2 separate regions of the Mus musculus genome follow, and region 2 is linked to region 1. The links are chromatin contacts, called in public HiChIP or PLAC-seq maps. All regions are on one chromosome and are shown on one strand. Each heading gives the region's core, a stretch centred on a gene start, on an enhancer-like site or on the middle of the called end of the contact. The rest is flanking DNA. Distances are from core to core; before and after follow the strand shown.

Region 1 (3,356 bases), core at 365-2,864:
AGAGACCACACAGGCAGCTGTGGCAATGGCACGGACCCTGTTCTCCCGGCTGGGCTTTGAGATCTTTGACAGCCGTTCCTGCATCTTCTTACCCTCCAGATGTCCCTTCTAGGGGCTCACACAATAATGAGGGAAGGAGGAGATCCTTCTAGTGCATGAATATGCCCCGCAAAAGGACCTGGATTCTTGCACCCTCAAAGAGGTGTGACACAGATGTTGGTTCATGTGACTCTCCTGCCACCCGCATATGATACCGCCAGGCTCCATTTTGTGTTCAGCCAGCAAACATGTATCAGGCTCTGAACTTACATTGGGCACCAGGGCTCAGACATGCTTGCAGAAGGCCTGTGGTGGAGGGGGTCAGATGAGGACAAGACGTGGCAGAGGCAGAGGTGACTTACACAGGTGCTGAGGCATGCTGAGTGGGGGTGCTCAGGAAGTGGGGGGACCCAATGAAGGGGAAAGAAGCTATCGCTTCCCCTCCAGCCACAGCTGCTGTCTCAGGCCTGGGGTTGTTTTGGGGTTTAGTCTTAAAGCCAGCCCAGACTGTAGGGCCATTTCCAGGTGCCCCTTGGGAATTCTAGCAATGTCGGCCCTACCATGGAAGTGGAGTGTCACCCACCCCACCGTGTTTATCATATCCATTTCTAGTGGGATTCCCCACCCACAGTGAGACTCCATCATCTGTGGGGTTCAGGTTTACTTCCTTGTTTCTCAGAGAGCCCAGCATCCAGGAGACCCTACCCATGCCCACAACCCATAGTATCTTTGCTGCCTGGAGTCTGAAGTTCTTTGTGCAGCAGTACCCGGTCGGAATGGTTGAGGAAACCCACTAGCTGCTGAGTCAGGGGCCTGGGTTGCCAAGCAAGACTGAGCACAGGAGGAGGGGCCGCAACACAAATTCCCCTGCACAGCTGCGGTGCATGCTGTCAAATCTGCAGTTGTGACCATTGTGAAACTTGATTGCTCTGTCTTGGGGACTTCTTAGAGTCCAACTCCACAATAAAGCCAATCAGACTAAGCCATCAGTGTCAAGTAGCAGCTAATGAAGCATTCATGGGCCTGGGAGAGAAATCAGGCAAGCTCTTATTTCAGGATTATTCCTCCCAAATATTGAATCTGAACTGTAAGCAGAATTCTCTGTCGTTTCCACCCCTTTCCCTGGTGGGGACCATTGGCATTCACCTCATGCTGTAGCTTTCTGGAGAGAGGCTTGACAGGCAGGCAGATTTGCTGCTTCCCCGAGGAGCGGGCTCCTGGGGTGTCAGCAGAGAGGGGGGGCGGGCAGAACCTGCTGGGAATCCCCCTCCCAGGCTCCGCCTAGGGAGAGTGGGGTGGCTTGACTGCCAAGTCTGTCAGCATCAACACCCAGCTTGGAGGAGCGGAGTCTGTGGTCAGGAAGGAGACTTCGCTACTTTTATTTTTATTATTATTATTTTTTATCACAGTGGCAAAATAGCGGACAAAGGCAACTTGAGGGAGGGAAGAAAGGGGTTAATATTTGATTTTCAGTTTGAGGTTGCCAAATCTGCATATTTGGGTAGTGCCAGTGCCAGTGCCAGCGGATGTATTAGAGGATCCTCTTTTCTTTGTTCCACAGCCGTGTCTACTGCACAACATCTTGGAGCTCCCTCTGTAAAGGACTGGTTAGTGGCCCCAGATATGGAGCTGATCTCACACTGCTATGGCGCGTGGCTCTTCCAAGCATCTCTCTTGAGATATCTTGCCACCTCTGCCACCTTTACTCAGACATTCCTGACAGTTCACCAGAGCAGGGAAGACACATGGATGCAGCCACAGGACCCCAGCTGTGCAGCCTGCAGGCCCAGAGTGTGCCAGGCCTGCAAGCTTGCCCAGAGGGCGCCTGCGCCCACTCAGATGCTTGTTGTCTGCCACTGGGCTTGAGTTTGTAGGTTGTGTGCCTCAGGCACCAGGCGACCAGCTTAGCCCTTTGCAAACTGGGAGTGAAGGGATGTTGCTGAGCGGTTGACAGGTGAAGCACTACCATGAAGTTTAAATGTTCTGTGTTCTGGGGTGGACTTGTCATAGAACTGTAGCTTACCGCAGTTACAACCCGATGTCTCAATGGCACCCTTACTGCATTAGGGTGAGGGGCTCAGAAAAGGCTGGCGTGAGCACACCATCCAGGTTTTTTTTTTCTCTGCATGTGAGTGGCACCAGGCTTCTCTCCTGTCTTCAGCTTCTCTCTGAAGCATATGACATCACTGCCTTATGCTTGACCCTTATCTGGAGCCCTCCTCCGCACAGCACCGCTGGCTCCCTACTGAAATGTCCTTCTTTCCAGGAGTGTTGCTGCCCCAGTTCTCAGAGGCTGTTTAGTTCTCCTCCTCCAAGATGGTTCTGGCTATGAGACGGTCACAAGCACAAACCTCGCTTCGGGGTGCAACGCACCCACAGAACAGCACAACTGGACAGAGCTGGGTAGTGTTGACATGGGTATGAGCAACTAGAACTCACACATGCTCCCGGAACAGCACAGACGTTTGGTCTCCCAAAGAGCAGCTTATCAATTCTTAGCTAGAACATTAAATGTATATTTTCTTTCTTTTTAAAATATTTTATTTTATGTGTTCCAGTGTCTTGCCCGCATGTATATCTGCACGAGGGTGTCAGATCTTGGAGTTACAGACAGTATGAGCTGCTGTGTGGGTGCTGGGAAGTGAACCATGGTCCTCTGGAAGAGCACTTAGTGCTCCTACCCACTGAGGCATCTCTCCATCCCTGTCCTTACTGTCTCCTGGGTACTCCTAGCATCTATCCAAGAGGAAGGCAAAGCCAAGTCTGCACAAAGGCTGAGCCTAAGTCCTCTTTGTGGCTTTATCTGTTTCCTTAAATGAATGGATAAACAAGTTTGTGTATAGTCACACGGTGGAATACTTCTAGACAATGAAAAAGAACATGGGTGCTTCATGGGTGAGTCTCAAAATATTTGTACTGAATGCTAGAAGTGCAGGTTTGCCCAGCTCCCTAATAGCCTAGATGAAGAGCAAGCTGATCCTCCCTGATGCAAAGCAGATGGTGGTTGCCTGGGGTGGGGAGAGAGGGAAGGATCCCATAGGGACTGAGGATGTGTGAGACAGTTTGATACGCTCAGCACTGAGACGGTGGCAAAGCCTCACTACAGTCTATCTCTGGCTAACTTTGGGGCTTGTATAGAAATTATTTCCCAGAAAGCTGTGAAAACTGAAGAGCCTGTGACGAGAGAGGGGCTTGACTGTTGAAGACCTGGGAGACTCCAACTCCAGCTGCCTCTTAAGCAACTGCTTTAAAAAGGGAATGTACAGAACTGGTGTATCACAGGCTCAGCAGGGGAAGGCGCTTGCTGCCAAGCCCAT
Region 2 (3,191 bases), core at 436-2,935, 480 kb after region 1:
TCACCCAGGAAGTGGAAACAGGAGGTTCAGAAGTTCTAGGTTATCTTTGGCTATATAGCAAGTTTGAGACCAGCGTGAGGTATATGTTACCATGTCTACAAATTAATTAATTAACTTGATGCATTAAAAAAAAAAAAGAAGAACAACCTGGGCTGCACCCAGGAAGTGGAAACAGGAGGTTCAGAAGTTCTAGGTTATCTTTGGCTATATAGCAAGTTTGAGACCAGCTTGAGGTATATGTTACCATGTCTACAAATTAATTAATTAACTTGATGCATTAAAAAAAAAAAAAAGAACAACCTGGGTTTGTAAATCTGAGACCAGCCTGGGCTAATGAGATAATACTGAATACACATACACACACACACACACACACACACACACACACACACACACACACACACACACACACCACATACCCCGAAATAAGCTAAGCACTAAAGTGAACAAGGTTACCTCCGTTTCCTCCTACAGAACTTAGTCTGAGAGAAACAGAAACCAAAGAGTTTCAGAATTCATTCCAGGATGTTGGAACAGCCCCAAGTGGAGCTTTGGGGTTCCTAGGTGGTGCGGTCCCCATGAAGACCAGCTCAACTACAGAGTTCCTGATGTAGCACCTTCAAAGATGACCTCCTGCAAAAGCCCCCAGGCCAACTGAGGCCCTGGGGCTCCAGCCAGCTTTAGGGAAGTTTGTCGTGGTGTCAGGAAGCATGGACGGGGGTGAGAGAAGCAGGAGCATATTGGAGAAATATGCCGTCCAGAAAGCCTTCCCTGCAGCCCACCGCCACTCGACCTGTCCCCTGCAATGCTTGCAACCCACACGCTAGACCATCTGGTTCTGCCCTCAAGGATTCAGGGATGGGTAAGGCAAAAACTCTTGTAAAATATAAAGGCAAGTGATGATGTACTCAGGGCTGCAGGGACCCTGGCCCAGACATCGCTGCTCCATCTCCGAACACCTTGCCCCCATCCACTGGAGCCTCAGAACTCCCACTCCAGGTGCCAGAGATGAAAACGTGAGCAGTATGCATCAGCTTGGAGGGTCCCTGGGTCATTCCAGCCCAAAGAAGGATCCATATCCAACTGAAAGAAGGAGCCCAGATTGCCCTGGGTTGCTAACTGCTGTACCAGAACGTGTGTGGTCTAGGCTTCATCTCTGATCTGAGCCTTGATATCCATAGACTGCAGTGTCTACCACTCAGAGTTGATCTGTCATCAGATGACACTTCGTTTAGAAAGACCCAGTCACGACCTAGTACACAAAAGACCTTCTGTGTGGCCATCAGTAATTTGCAAACTTCTCAAGGCCCTGCACCCCTTACCTAATACAGGAACTGAGGCAGGGCAAAATAGCCAGGTCACACCTTTTGCCTGCAAGACATGCCCAGGCCCAGGGAAGGAAAACACCAGCCACGCTGGGGGCAGGGCTAGGGAAGGCCTCATCCCTGCTACCTCCTCCTACATCAGCCTCCATGTGTGTTCCATAGGTCCCAGATCACCTCCATGAGCCACTGAAGGATTCAGTCCATCTGACTATCCCATTAGGCAGGGATGGAGGTCAGGGGGAAGCGGCTTCTAGGTGATTCATACAAGGACTTGCGTTGTCTGCACCATTTAGGGACTAGGTACCACAAGGCCTCCCGGGGGGCTGGGCCTGAGGGGCCCTCACAGGCTCCAGCTCCTGGCGGCGGCCCTGATCCGGGTGCACGTGGCTGCGGTGCAGCCTCCCGGTGATGTCAGGCCCACCGCGCCCCGGCCCCGGCACGTTCGTCCGCTGGCAAGCCGGGAACAAAGCGTCCTCCGCATTCCTGCGAGCTGACTCACGGCCGTCACGTAGCGCGCCGCCGCGCGGCTTTGCCCAAAATTGGTGGCAAGGCAAGGGCGGGCCGAGCACCACAGCTGCCACCTACTCGCAAAGCCATGCTCGCTGGACCGCTCGCGCCCCCAGCACGAGGTTTCCCAACGCGCACATCGGAGGGAAATGCCAGTGTGGGCCCTGTGGCTTGGGATGCGAGGGTGGCAGTAGGTGAGCCTCTGCGGGAGGCCCTGCTTCTTATGCAGCCTCGGTTTCTCCATGTGAACAATGGAGATAAGCCCCTGAACAAGGTTGCAAGGACCTGGCTTTTCTCCCTAAGATAATACAGTCAGAGGAAACTAAGGCTGAGATTGGAGCCCTGGTTGTAAGGTTTCAAGCTTAGCATATGTCCCCTGGAGCATGAAGCGGGCTCCCTCTCTCCTATAGGGGTTGAGGCAGGTTGGAGAAGGCCAAGGCTATTCCACCTGTTCTGGTCCCTGGCTCATAGCTGTCAGCCTCAGGGCGCCCTCCAGAGGCTGTGGGAGAAGTTGCAAGCACAGTACTGGAGGAAGGAACAAACCTTGGTCTCCTGGGTTATGTGGTCTTATGCTGAGCCACAGAGAGAAACTGAGTTAAGCTCGCTTCTCTTTTCAGGCAGAGGGCAGGAGGATGGGGCTTAGGGCAGTCGGGACAGTAAGACCTGGAAAGTGAGGCCATGGGATTTGGAGTTTGGAGCCAGCCTATCGTTCAAAAGATAGAGAGGGACCAGAACCCAGTTGAAAAGGTAGATGTGGTGGCATGAGATTATAATCCCTTCACTACTGCACAGAGATCGGAGGGGGAAACAAAAACAAAAACAAAAACAAAAACTGGGAGATTGACAGGAAGCTTGAGGGCCAACTGGTCTGAGTCCACAAAACAGGAGGAGCAAGCAGACGTTGCTTCAACAAGGATCAAGAAGAGAGCTGACCACAGAAAATTTTACCCTGACTTCCACACACATATACCCAAACTCAAGATAGATAGATAGATAATTCCCATGCCCTGAGACCATCATAGGAGGTAGCCTGGGCTACTCTTCTCAGGCTCTGTGGTCATCCACTTAGAAGGAAGTATCTCACCTCCTCAGAGCTGGACTGGATTGGAACCCCCCTGGCCTGCCTTCCCCCTAGCCATAGACACAGTCCCCTGCCCTCCCTCCTACGGTCTTTTGCTCCAACTTGATTGCACGAAAGCTAAGTTCTGGACTTGATGTTCAAGACCCTGGTAGCCTGCTTTCTCTCCACTAAATGCCATGAGTGATGCACCCCTCTCCCAGGATGCTCCATGTGCCCTCTGCTCAGACTTTGTGGCCCTGTTCAACTGTCTCTCCTAAATAAAGGAAAGTGCCAAGAAT

Evidence for each region. HiChIP or PLAC-seq counts read pairs in DNA pulled down with a chosen protein or histone mark.
Region 2: an H3K27ac HiChIP or PLAC-seq map of SST interneurons shows a contact between it and region 1, with 4 times the contacts expected there. The contact joins two enhancer-like sites. A contact is called at or near these places in 1 of 15 datasets of contacts at CTCF or cohesin (the NIH/3T3 cell line), 5 of 484 Hi-C or Micro-C datasets (bone marrow-derived macrophages, cortical neurons, embryonic fibroblasts and 2 more), 4 of 115 datasets of contacts at active chromatin or transcription factors (SST interneurons, embryonic basal ganglia, embryonic stem cells and 1 more) and 1 of 9 other capture datasets (embryonic stem cells).

What each region holds. Positions count from the first base shown.
Region 1 is chr4:119,669,122-119,672,477 of GRCm38.p6, forward strand. No RefSeq gene overlaps it. Among named protein-coding and RNA genes, the nearest start is that of Guca2b, 12 kb to the left of the region's middle. Within about 2 kb of position 1,615, at least 48 of the 459 cell types and tissues checked have an H3K27ac peak or open chromatin away from gene starts, as enhancers often do. A contact at or near this core is called in SST interneurons, cortical neurons and embryonic basal ganglia, where this site is marked.
Region 2 is chr4:120,147,051-120,150,241 of GRCm38.p6, forward strand. No RefSeq gene overlaps it. Among named protein-coding and RNA genes, the nearest start is that of Edn2, 13 kb to the right of the region's middle. Within about 2 kb of position 1,686, at least 182 of the 459 cell types and tissues checked have an H3K27ac peak or open chromatin away from gene starts, as enhancers often do. A contact at or near this core is called in SST interneurons, cortical neurons and embryonic basal ganglia, where this site is marked.